Regions from separate parts of the Mus musculus genome. Here region 2 is linked to region 1. Evidence: chromatin contacts called from public ChIA-PET data. All regions are on one chromosome and are shown on one strand. Each heading gives the region's core, a stretch centred on a gene start, on an enhancer-like site or on the middle of the called end of the contact. The rest is flanking DNA. Distances are from core to core; before and after follow the strand shown.

Region 1 (6,442 bases), core at 1,718-4,217:
TCCCACTTGCTTATTCAAGTCCCTTTGGTTCTCTGAAATGGCCTGAAGTTCTCCGTTTAAGGCAGGAATCTTAATTTCTCCAGGGTGTATGTTCCTGTCACTGAATCTTACTTCACTGAGCCCTTTTGTTTGTTCTTAAAGAAAGGCTAGGGCTTTTAGAAGAACAGGCATCAGAAGCCATGTCTCTGAACTGGAGTTAGTTTAGTGAAGGAATTCAGTCTTCATTCAGAGTCTGTCAGAAAAAAATTAATAAACTTATAGGACTTCTGTAATTAGCAAGAGGCTAATTACAAGCCTCTCCACACCTGGAGGGCTTCCCTTCCCCAGGGCCACCTGGCTACCTCCTTCCCTGTCCATAGGATGTTCCATTTCCGTTTCATGTCCTAGCCCTCATTCTCCGGAGCCCTTCCTCTGTGTCACGAAGGCAGTCTGCACACAGCAGCGATAATAAGCCTGCTCTCAACCTCCCACCCCAACTGAAGTACGTTCTTTTTGCATGTGCAGGAGTCCATGCTTGTAAAAGGTCAGAGGTAGTATCTGTGATTTGATTCAGCCTTTGTTTATCACGAGTGCTGTTTCATTTCCTCTTAGTCTTAAAATGGGCATGTAAAATGACTGCCGAGAGCCAGCAAGGCGGCTGTGCAGGTAAAGAGGCCTGCCCCCAAGCCTGTTGACCTGAGTTTTAACCCTGGAACCAACAGAGTGGAAGGAGAGACCCGACTCCCTTAAGCTGTCCCCAACTTCCGTCACGTGCTCTGACATGCATGTGACCGTGCGTGTATTTATCTTACTTATTTGTATCACTGTCGTTGAACTGAGCATCGAGAGCCCGTCTAACTGCTTCTTTTAGAAGCAGACTAAAAGACTCTTGGTGATGAGTTCAAGGGCAGCAGCCATGAGTGTCTTTTTGATGCCTACTGTATTCATCTTGGTTCTGTTTGGTTCTGCTAATGCAGGATTGAAGGAATGGAGTAGTAATTTCTTCTGTGTAGTGAGTTCAGCTGCAGAGAGCCTGATGCAATTGTGTAACAATGTCATAGTCTTTAGCATTCCTGTCCTTGGGTCACTTGAAACTTTGGATGGCATAGTAGCCGAGGCATGGGAGCCTCGTCCATTGCCCTGTCTGGTTCTGTCAACAAGGTGTGGATCATAATTCCTATGGTAGACTTTGCATGCTACATGGGGAGCTGGTGAAGAGAGCAGGCATGGTTCTCTTGGATAGTGGGGATTTGGTAACAGTTGGTTACATTGTCTAATGCAAGAAGCAGTCAGTGATCTGTTGTTGTCCCAGCATGCCACACTGCTGCAGACACAGACAGGACACACATGTGCCCCGGGAGCCTGCTATGACATGACTGGGTGCTAGTACTAGGGTTGAACTCTGTACAATAAGGAACTGTTTAGAACTCTTGTAAAGACCCACAAACAGAATGGATAGGACTTGGCTCTTAAGAGGGATGAGAAGCAACCAAAGATGAAGAAGCCAAGTGGATAGCCTGGGAACAACACAGGGAACCAAGCAGGCACACATCTCCACTCCCTGACTAAGCTAAGTTACAAGCTCAGCTGCTGGGTAGTGGTCTCCTATAGCAAAAAAAAAAAAAAAAGGAACTTGGATGTCTTGTCCTTTCCCTTGTCAACTGCATAAGCATTGGTGTTCAAAGAGCTTCTAGTACCCCAGTAAACATGGCACTCCGGGCTGAGAAGTGAGAAGTGAGGTAGAAATGGATACAGGAAGTGGTGAAGACCAGATGATAATTCCGAGGACACCAGCAAAAAGGAACTGTTGTTTGACCCAGGCTCTTAAAACCGGGTTGGTGTATAGCAAGGATATGGCATGCCAAGATGAGCATGAGGTCGGCCACAGGGCTTGAGTCTTTCTGTGCCTGAGCCTAGCGCCCCAGTGTGGCTGCCTGTCTGGCCTGTCCCGTTCCCACAGCAGCAAACACAAAGCACGTTCATACGTTGTCTCCTTTGATCCTAGTATGGTGCCGTGAAACAGGCCTCAAGAGCAATGATTATTTCCATTTATAATTAAGAACACCGGGACCCAAAGAGGCCTGCTAGGAGGCAGGAGAAGAGCCAGGACACATGGCCTGATTGTCAGTGTTTCTGGGGGCTTGCCTGGGCTCAGCCTGCAGTCACATCCCTGAGTCATGTTCCTGGTTTAAATTCTGCCCACGTTTGGTTGAGGAGCACCGACTCTCAGCGCACACTTGCACGTGTGTGCACACCCAGCGGTGGGAGCAGGAACCGTGGAATTAAACAAGACTTGGGTCTGAGATGGGGTCACTGTGAAGCTCAAGGGTCGCCAGCCCTCATTTTTTCTGCAGGGCAGAAGCTGCAAGGATCAACCCGTGCACAGGGTCGAAGTGAGATCCGTCAGAACGTGTGGGAAAGGAGCTATTTTTAGTTTGCCGAGTCACTCACTCGGCCGCGTTAGCTGAGGATTGAGCCTGTCCCCTACGCTTTCCACCGTGTTATTTCTGAAGGAGAAACACCACTTGAATGCTGTGTAAAACCCATTAATGAACCTGGAAGTTTCCAGGGTGTCTTTGTCCTGCAGCTCTCCCCAAAGGCTGCCTTTCCTGAATGACCTTCCTTCTTTCCTATATTTAATGCTTTTCTAATTTTAAGTTTGTGTCAAGACTGTGGGACTTTGGTGCCCTAAATAACGCAGAAATCTACCACCAGCAATCAGCTGAGTCCGGAGGGCTCTGATAGAATTGAACACAACCCGAAAAAAGCACGGCCAAGTGACTCTCTGGCAGGAACCCCTAAGCATCAGTGCTTGTTGCCAGAGGAGCCTGAGGTCTTAGACTCTGGGGACCCAGCAGCCCTAAGTCTTTCCCAGAGCACAGCACAGAGTCCTCCTTGAAGCCATACCAACCACCCTAAGCATGGTCTGTTGTGGTTAGAAGCTAGCACGTGGGCGCTGTACCATAGCAGGGGGAGCTAGTGCAAACTGCACAGCAGTGGACCTGCCTGTGAGAACACACGGGAGAGAAAGCCACCAGACAGCAGAGCCATGCTGGGGGTGCCCCGATGAAGCACCTCCTTTTGTTTTCCTCAGCACCGTGTTCTTTTCACTAGAATGTGGGGTCTAGGCAAGCAAAGGCCTTGTCTTTCATGTTGAAAGTTGCAGTCTCTGAGCCATCAGCCAAAGAGCATACAGGGGCTGGCACGAGGCCCGCCAGCACATGACAGGTAGCTCAGTGTCCATGGCTGTCCTGTCTGGCCTCAGGGGGAGAGGATGCACCTAAATCTGGAAGAGACTTGATATTCCAGGGTGGAAGCGTATCTTCTTAGAAGAGAAGGGGATGGGAGCGAGCAGGAGGGACTCAGGGAACGAGAGACTGGGAAGGGGAGCCACATTTGGAATGTAAATAAATAAGTAAAAGGAAGTTTCAGTCTTGGTCGATAGAATAGTCCCTGCTACCTCAGAGGTGCTTAGTGGGTATCCTAGTTTCCTGTCTGTTGCTGTGGTAAAACACTCAAACCAAAAGCAACTTGGGGGTGGGCATGGCCGGAGGAACGGGTTATTTTACCTTATACTTCCAGGTCATCATCTCTCACTAAAGGAAGTAAGGCAGGAATGTTTGCTGTTCTGCAATATTATTCTTTACCAGGGAATTCCTCACCAGGAAGGTACAACAGAAACCACGGAGGCCGGATCCCTGTTGATTCATGTGGGTTCATGCTCAGCTTACTTCTACACACACACAGTGTGGGACCACCTGCCTATGCCATGCTGCCAGTGCTGCCTCCAGGGGACTGGGCCCTTCTCCATCAAGGCAATCCCTCACAGACATGCCCACTGGCCAGTCTGATTCAGGCAGTTCCTTATTCAAGGTTCTCACCTCTCCTGACTCTAAGTGGTGTCAGGCTGGCAGTTAAAGCTAACTAGAGCAGTGGGTGTTCACTGATGGAAGAGAGGAGAAATGAATGGAAGAAAGAATTTTAGGGGTGTGTATCCCTCATTGCCCCTCCTTTCCTCTAGACTGTGCTCTTTAACCCCAGGAAGTTAGGAAGGGCATTCCCATATCTGCAGGTTCTCGGTCACCCAGTGGCCTGCAGAGCCAGCACCCAGGGGTTTTGTCCTGTGCTGTGCACAAGTCACAGCTGGGGCTTCTGATGAAGATGCTCATAATCTGTTACACTTCATAATTCGTCAAGAACTCGCATCCATTCACCTAATGGATGCTTAGGCATGCCTGTCTCTGACTGCCGCATTAGCAGGTGGGGAGCCTGTGAGTGAACAGCAGGGTCAAGCAGGACAGGCACACTGTGATAGAAGCTATGGAGAGTCTGAGGATGAAAATATGTTTGTCCTACCCTATGCCCATGGGGACCTTTTCTTTCCTGACATTTCAGTCCCTGTGGTTTTGTTGGATGCTGCAGGGTTGGAATAGGGTTGGTGCCTGGAAAGGCTTCCTGAATTGGAAGTCTTGACGTTAAATTAGTTCTCTAGGGAGCTAATGTAAGTAGCAGGGAAATCTTGGCAAGGCCTTGCATTTCTGAGGCAAGCAGAGGAAGAACAGCAGCCAGGCAGACTGAATATTGACAGGAGAGGGGAAAGTGTCATGGCAGTGTCCAGGAGGCTGGGGAGGTCAGGGAGGCTGGGTAAGAGGAAAAGGCCACTGGATTTAGTGATGGTGGAGATAAAGGAGTTGCTGGTGGGTGATGGTGGTGGAGGGTGAAGATGGCTGTGCCCCTTGCAGGAGATGAAGTAGCAGAGGGACAGAGGTATATGAGGGAGGAGGAGTTGAAGCCCAGCTGCCATGGATATGAGCCTGAAGATCACTGTGAAAGGGTTAGTTCCTGGAAGGGGGAGAGATGTTCTTTCAGCCTAGCAGTAGAACAAAGGGGGATATGAAGTCAGACGCTTTGAGGTAGAGAAGAGAGTGCCTCTGGCAAACTGTATCCTTTGAGATCCTGCTGTATGGTTTGTTTTATTTGTTTATTCCAACAATGTTGATCATATCCTGCTGGGTCTGGTACAATTCAAGGCCCCAAGAATCACAACTAAAGGATGAAGTTGATGCTGGTTCTGCTGTGTAGTATTTACTAATGACATAGTAATTAGCATGTCTATCCTTAAGCTGAACTCAGAGTTCTTTGATGAAAGGCATGGTCTTGTTTATCTTTGTCCAGTTAGGGCTAGTATGGGAGCAATGTATGTAGTTGGTAGATGTGTGCCAACAAGAGTAGGAGCTCATGGTGGGTGGCTTAGATGGTCTTGGTTAGACCAAACACCAAATTGTTCCTGGAGCCGAGAGTCCAAGGCATGAGCGCAAGCTCAAGCCACCAGAAGGAACCAAGTGATCTGATGCTAGAGTGGGTTCAGCTAGCACAGTCTAGTGGCTCTCTCTGGAAGTGAGAGCTCAATGACGTCGTTATCAGTGCTGAATGGTGGCGAGGCCATTGGCATTCTAGAGCTGAGGGAACTGCAGGGCCCAGAGAAAGCTCACACTCATTCACAAAGTGGTTGGTGAGATGGGGCTTGGACCTCTCTCTCCCTTTCTACTCCTTCTTGCCCTGTTCCTCAGCAGCCTCCTCTCTGCCTGTCTTTGTCTTTACTGGGTGGTAGGTAGAGCGGATGGCTCCTTCCAGGCTTGGGACAGCATCTTCTGAGGAAGAGAGCTAGGACAAGGACAGACTCAGTAAAGTCTACCACACTAGCTCATGAAAAGGCATTGCACTGCCTGGAGTTGGAGGTGAGGTCTCATACACAGAGTCTTGAATGTGGAACAAGACCTAGGCTGGGCCTTCTTCTCTATAACTATCAGTGATGTAGCTTTGTATCAAGCCTTTCTCAGCCTTAGCTTTCTCATCTGCGAAGTAACTATAGTATTTACCTTGCCTAGAGGATTTTGGAAAGATGCAAATAAAATGTGTCATTATTGGGTCCAAGCCACTGTATGTTTCAGATATAGGTTTTGTTATAACTATGTGTTAGAGCCACCCTTTTGTCTTACTTGCGATGGTAGACATCAATCCTACATCTCATGGGAGTTCTTAGAATAAGACTCAGTGAGAGCAATGGAGCCAGATGTGCTGTAATCTGTACTCAGTCTCCTCTCAGGTGCAGGCAGTGTGACCTCCCGTTGGGGGAGCCAAACTATCAGTGTCTGTGCCCAGGGTGTCTCTGGGATGCTTTCTCAGCAGCAGAGGAAACTTGTCAGTACTAATTTAAAGCCTCTGCGATCTCATTTGTCTCTTGTACTCTTTGCAGCAGTGTGACTGGCCCAGGCCTTGCCTGGGGTCATCCTGGAGCTGACCCACTATCTTTTGTTGCACCTGACCTTAAATACTGGTTGTCCCAGGATGAAAGTAAATCTCTTAGAATTTTAGAATGGAAATAGGCAGGGAGGCTGAATGGGCTGTGCAAGAGTTGGCTGGCCAAGGGCTAAAGCTACTTCTGTCTCTCTGGCGTTTCTCT
Region 2 (6,442 bases), core at 2,738-5,237, 53 kb before region 1:
GCTGGCCCTGACCCTCACTGGCTGCAGCACTTGGGAGAATGGGCCTTGCACTTCATGTAGGCAGCGCAGTAGAGCTGGCCCTGGTGGCAGGGGTGTGGGTGAACTGGCCCCAGGGGCATGAACATGAAAAACATGGCCCGGACACTCCTAGGCTATGGGCATGAGGATAATGCCTTTCACGTCCTTGCCTCTTGCCACCCATATCAGTTGGGAGAGCTGGCCTTGGGGTCATGAGAGCAGAAGAGCTGGCCCTGCCCCCCATGAGTTGCAGCACTAGGGAGAGTGGGCCCTGCACCTCCACTAGGTAGCACAGTAGAGCTGGATCTTGGTGGCATGGGTGTGGGTGAGCTGGCCCAGAGAGTCTGAGAGCTGGAGAGGTTGCCCATTGCAGCACTGTGTGAGCTAGCTGGGGCAGTGCTGGAGAGCCATCTGGTGGTGTGGGTGTGGGAGAGCTGGCAGGGTGACCAACTCAGCTATCACCCAGGCCCAGATCTGGGTCTTGGAGTTGGCTCACACCATCATCTATTCCATCTATGAACTGCTGGCTTTCAGAGATGTGAAAAGGCTGGCTTTACAGATTCAAAGGTGCAGGATCTCTACGACACAGGGCAACCACAGAATATCTGAGGGGAATCCTATTGAGGATCCAGCATTGATCGTGTAGCAGAAGCCAGAGGCCTCAGACCAGACCAATGACTCACCGCAATGAACATTTGCAAGTAAAGATGCATGGTCAAAGGGTGTACAGTGGGACACACTACAGCTTTCATGACGAGAATGTGTTCTATGCTTTGTTTTGTTTATTTTTGTATTTTTGTATTTTATTTCCTTTTGGGGGGAGGTTGCAAGGGCAGAGGGAAGATACAGAGGGGTGGGGAGATTGAGTGGGATTGGGGAGCATAATGTGAAATTCACAAAGAAACAGTAAAAAGTTAGAATTAAAAACAATTTTTTGACACCTTTTCTAGTTGAGAGAATTGATCCGCGGCTTGGTAATCTTTCTGTCGAAAGCAGAGCCTGGCTTTGGAGGCTGCACCTTGGTTCTCTCGACTCTGTGGCCTCCCCCAACGGTGCCATCAAGTGGGGACCAAGTGTTCAAACCACCCCACCTCCCAAATTCTAATAAATAAAACTGGTTCTGTAAGTGGCTCGTCTTTGCACCTTCAGTGAAACCTCAGGAAACCTACCCCTGTCTCATGTCAGCATTTTAAAGGTCCCACCTGGGCTAGGGATGTAGTTTAGTGCTAGAATTCTCTCCTGGATAATGCCTTGGATTCTATGGGAAGTACCACAAAAGGAAGTTCTGTACTAAGTAATGAACACCTCAAACTTTAAGAGCAGGGCCATCTTTCTCCTCTAGGACCAAGACGAGTGCTCAGTAGTTTCTTTATTTCCTCACACCCCTCTCCCACTAACTGGGAGATGAGTGGAATTGTGGTACTTGGTGTCTGTGAGGACCTGAGGTGGCAGGTAGCAGGGAGCCGGAGGAAACAGGAAAGTTTCTTGTTAGACTGCGTGTCGTGAGTTGGCGCCAGCCCTTCCTGCTCTTGTCAGAGTTAGTATCAGTTCACGCTCTTTTGGGTGGTTTACAAGGCCTCAGCATCTCTTGATAATGGTGTCTTCCTCTGCCTGGGCTATGGACTTCATCTCCATCAGTCTCTGGGAATCTGGTGGCCAACTGTTCCATGGGTGTCATTTGATCCCTATAGATTCTCTAAGACTCTGCCAATTTGCTTATGGTGACTTTGACAGAACTCCCATAGTCTCTGGCTCTGACCAGCTCTCAGCCCTGTCTGGTGGCTGGCTATCATATTTCTCATCATGAGAAATCCTCCAATTTGAATGATGTCTTGGTCCTTCTGCTTCATCTTTCCTTGGACTTGAGATGGGTGGGAGTCACATCACACTGTCACACTGATAGAGCAGTGATCACATAACTATCCTATCAGGATCCGTTTCAGCCTCTCTCATCTTTTAGGCAGGAATCCATCCAGATTTCTGGATACCTGCACTTTAAGCTCTGGTTTGGTTTCTCCTACCTTATTTTACTTTTATTATATTTAAACATTATTAAAATTATACAATATAGTTTTATTATATTCTTTCCCCTCCCCCAAGTCCTCCCAGGTCCTTCCTCATGTTCTCTTTCAACACCTCCAACAGGAAAAATTGAAACAAAACCCAAAAAGACAAAACTTACTGTCTTAGTTAGGGTTTTGCTGCTGTGAAGAGGCACCATGACCAAGGCAACTCTTATAAGCATAACATTTAATCAGGGCTGGCTTACAGGTTCAGAGGTTCAGTCCATTATCAGCAAGGTGGGAGCAGGGCAGCACCTAGGCAGGCATGGTGCAGGAGATGCTGAGAGTTCTTCATCTTCATCTGAAGGCTGCTAGTGGAAGACTGACTTCCAGGCAGCTAGGAGGAGGGTCTTAAAGCCCACGTCCACAGCGACACACCTACTCTAACAAGGCCACACCTCCAAATAGTGCCACTCCCTGGGCCAAGCATATGTAAACCATCACACTCACCAAACCATAACAAGGACAACCAAAACCACACATGAAACATGGAGTCTGTTTTATGTTGGTCAGCTACTCCTGAGCATGGGACCTACCCAGGAGGGTGACTGATATGCCCAATCGTCCCATTGGAGACAACTGGTTTTCTCTTTCTCATGAAGTATTGATTGCAAATAGCTTCTTCGTCAGGGAGGGGCCTTTGTGCCCACTTCTCTTCTTCAGTGCTGGGATTTTGTCTGTAAAACCAGAGACTGTTGACAGCATGCACAAGACCCGCACAAGTCCACCTTACCGTGCAATGTGCAAGTTACTGGCATTTCTTGCTTCCGGAACTGCTGGTAAGACACCTTTCTATTATACCCTGTTGTGACTTCCTATTAGAACAGGCTGGAAAGAAGTGATCAAAATGGCAACAGCAAACCGGTGAACAGCACATGGAATCTCTCACGGCTTCTATTTTCTCTTTCTGGAGTAAGAGCAGCTTTGCCTGGCTTGTCTGGATCTTTCTAAGCACCACCACCAAACTTTTCAAGAAACCACAGTGTGGAGGAGGAAAGACCAAGGGTGGCTTCCCTCACAAGACACAGCAGACAGTAACATGTCAGTAGCATGAACAGGTGAGACCTAGACAGAAGCTTCCCTGACACATTTTCCAATGTGAGGGTCTAGGAAGAAAAGGAAGGCGAGGCCTTGAGACCTGTCTGTACAGGGGCCAGAGCTACGAATGCAGATCATCGCCTTAAATGGGACATGATCTTTTTGTCCTCCTTCCAGATTCCAGATTCCAAATTCCATTTCCCCCAGTGTGCACTGGTACACTGTATTACTAAACTCTCACCAACATCACGACAACGTTGATAGAAAGCTGTATTGTATGAAAATCTATCTTGGATGAGAATTATCTATGCTCGTGATTAGAATTAGGGCAGATGGTGCGGGGCCGCGGAGAGTAGGGAGAACGCAGGGGCACATCAGACAATAGCCAGCCCCAGTTGTGTCACCAGTAGTGGGTTTCCGCTGTGGAAGGCTAACACGGCTCCCCAAGACTCTCGGGTTCCCAAACGCACAGCGAAGCGGGCCAAGGTAGCTTCGTGAAGACTCAGGACTGGACTCTTGCCATCTTCAGTTCAGGTCCCTTCCCACCGTGCTGTTGCACCCCTGTCAGGTCATCTGCTCTGGGCAGCGTGGGACAGGTGGCGAGTTTTCCAGATTACTGAACATGGTGCAGAATTACGAGTGTGGGTGTAGTAAGGCACCTCCGGGTGTGTTCCCTGGCGGCCGCGAGGTGCCTGCTGACAGTGCTTTGGTTGAGTCCCGGCGCTCTAGGGCAGGACCATACCTAGCTACGTCTTGCTCCAGTCCCATTAGCCCCTCCTAATCCCTAATTTTACCCCGCCTCCATCCCGCTGACCGCGCCCAGCTCCCGGACTCGCCCTGCCCCTGGCCTCCGAGGCCCCGCCCCGCGTCAGCCCTCCCGGAAGCGCCGGCTGAGCGTGTGCATGGCGCGGGAGTCCTGCGCCTCCGAGACTGTCTCTGCCGCTGCTGTGCTCTTCGCCTGGGTACGTGGCTCCGCCCCCGGGCTAGGGCAGAGACGAAGGGGCGAGGAGACCCGGGAGCTCCCGGCGTCTGCGTGGGTGGCAGGGAGCTGGGAGGCGGCGGCCCGAGCTAGGGTCCTGGATTGGAGGATCCTGGGTTGCAGCAAGGAGGAGAGGGTGCGGAGGGAGGGTCTCCCCGCAGTGCCTGAGGGGCCTACTGCTAGCTGTGGGATGAGGACCCGAGGGACTGAAGCACTTCGGGAGGACCCTGCATCCAGAGCAAAGCATCCATTCTGGGAAAGCGCTCGGCCGCCAGACTGCCTAGAAAGACAGCGTGGAGGCTTGGCAGAGAGATCTCGGTCCCAGAGCTCCTGGGGCCACCTGTGTCATCGAACCTGCCTTTTGCTTGGAGGATGGAAGGCTTCTTTCCAGCGCCATCACCCTGGGGAGCGTCCTGTGGATGTGAGGCCTGTGGAGTATGGCCGCGCAAGGCACAGACCCTGCGTATTTGCTGTTACTCGGCTGTGACCAAATCTTTTCTCTTCTGGGGGTGTGGAAGTCTGGGCTGGGCAGGTTTGACACTGCACTTTGACTGACCTATGGTCATCCTTCCGTGTGATTGGAGAGGAGGCTTTATACCCACGAGTGTGGGGGACATGCGTGACAGCATGCATATGTCGGGTGTTGCTGTTCTTAGTATTAAATACCAAAATTGTAATGGAATGCATGATTTGTTAACGGCAGTCTCCTTGACTACAGCGGAGGTGTTCTTGAGAGCGAGTACTGAGCCAGTGGTGTTCACATTGTCTCTCTTGGTGCCTGGCATCTTGTAGACCCCAGGGAAATATTTGTTGACTAAAGAATGAATGAATGAATGAATGAATGAACGAGCGAATGAAACGAATGAATGAGTACTTGTGTGCACAGCCATCTGTTAATGTTTGGGAAATACATAGCTATTCCCAGTTCTTGTGATAGAGGAAGCCATAACAGCTATGTTTTTTGCCAAAATTAGAATTTATCTATATACCTTTCACTTGTTGAGTGTAAGGCTGTCAGAAAGGAGAGCATGGCTTGGCCTGGCTGGCTGGCTCAACTCCTTGAAGTAGCACTTGAACGAGGCTTGGCAGGGGGGGTGGGAGGTGGGGGTTGGGGGGTGGGGTGGGGGTGGGCGTTAGTAACTGAATGTGTTGCTGTCATTTTCCAGCCTGGAGACTGCTGTCTTTTTGGACAGAGGAAAAACACCTGATAGGAAAAGCCTTTCAGCTGTGGCCTTGAATGGACAGAGACAGAACCAGGGCTGAACCTAGTGTGTTTGGAGGCCTGCTGGGGTATTCCTCCTGCTGCGTAATCAGGGAGCATGTATTAGTTGGCCTCCGCTGCCGCTGCCGCTGCCGTGACAAAACACCACAGGCTGGGTTCTTAGACAATAGACATTTATTTTCTCTGTGTTGGAAGTTGCAAGTCCGAGATTAAGGTGTGGGCACTTTTGGTTTCTCTGGGGCCTCAGGTGGCTGTTTCTTTGTGCATGGGCATCCTTGGTGTCTTGGGAAGAGACTAGACAGACTGGATTATGGTCTGTCTCATCATTTAACTTTAATTACCTTTTTAAAGGTGTGTCTCCAAATACAGTCATATTCTGGTATGTCAGAGGTTAGGGCTTTGACATAGGCATTTTGAAGGAACACAATTCATCTTGTTCCAAGTGGTTTTGTGTTTTGTGTGTATGTGTGTGTGTGTATGCACACGCTGTGTCTGGACCCTTTGTAAAGAAGGAAGGTATACACAGTTGTCATAGGGTATATTAAATTTTTCTTTACCTAGCTTTATCCTGGGTTTAGGGCCCTTATTGCACCACAGAAGTTGATACAAAGCATGAACCCCGGATTGCTCTAGCCTGGCTTCTCTCTTAGATGTTCAGCAGCCTGAAAGCCTGGTAATGGGGTAGCTAGAGAAGACAGAAACCCCAGGATATACTCTCTGCTTCACTCTGTGCAACAGTGTTGTTTGTAACAGTGTTATTTGACAGTGCACTTAAACAGTGTTGCATTCCAGGGTGGAGAGATTTATGTCTGACATCCACAGTCCGCCAGCCAGTGCAGTTTCAGGGTTAGGAGAATAGCTATAAGACCAAGTCCCTGCCTTCATGGTGGTGACTTTCTAGGAGAGGAGGTAGCTCAGTCAAGCCAGCAATGCACTCTAGTGCCAAGGAATGACACAAAGAGGAGGAGAAAGGGGACAAAGCAATGGCAATGTACGTGAGCAATAGGCAAGAGCTGGGATTCTCAACCTTCCTGATGCTGTGACCCTGGTGACCCCCAACCATAAAATTGTTTTTATTGCTTCCTCGTAACTGTAATTTTGCTACAGTTATGAACTGTAATG

Evidence for each region. ChIA-PET counts read pairs in DNA pulled down with a chosen protein or histone mark.
Region 2: a contact with region 1 is called in an RNA polymerase II ChIA-PET map of memory CD8 T cells, with 6 read pairs. The contact joins the promoter of Sergef here to the enhancer-like site in region 1. A contact is called at or near these places in 5 of 39 promoter capture datasets (cranial neural crest, embryonic stem cells, maxillary cranial neural crest and 2 more), 2 of 115 datasets of contacts at active chromatin or transcription factors (the SCID.adh cell line and memory CD8 T cells) and 2 of 9 other capture datasets (liver and pancreatic islet).

What each region holds. Positions count from the first base shown.
Region 1 is chr7:46,583,521-46,589,962 of GRCm38.p6, reverse strand. All of the region lies in intron 9 of Sergef (secretion regulating guanine nucleotide exchange factor), which reads left to right. Among named protein-coding and RNA genes, the nearest start is that of Sergef, 53 kb to the left of the region's middle. Within about 2 kb of position 2,967, at least 56 of the 459 cell types and tissues checked have an H3K27ac peak or open chromatin away from gene starts, as enhancers often do. A contact at or near this core is called in the SCID.adh cell line and memory CD8 T cells, where this site is marked.
Region 2 is chr7:46,637,352-46,643,793 of GRCm38.p6, reverse strand. It overlaps Sergef (secretion regulating guanine nucleotide exchange factor), which reads left to right and starts at 3,987. Exons shown (of 11, transcript NM_013789.2): 1 at 3,987-4,081. The coding sequence starts at 4,022.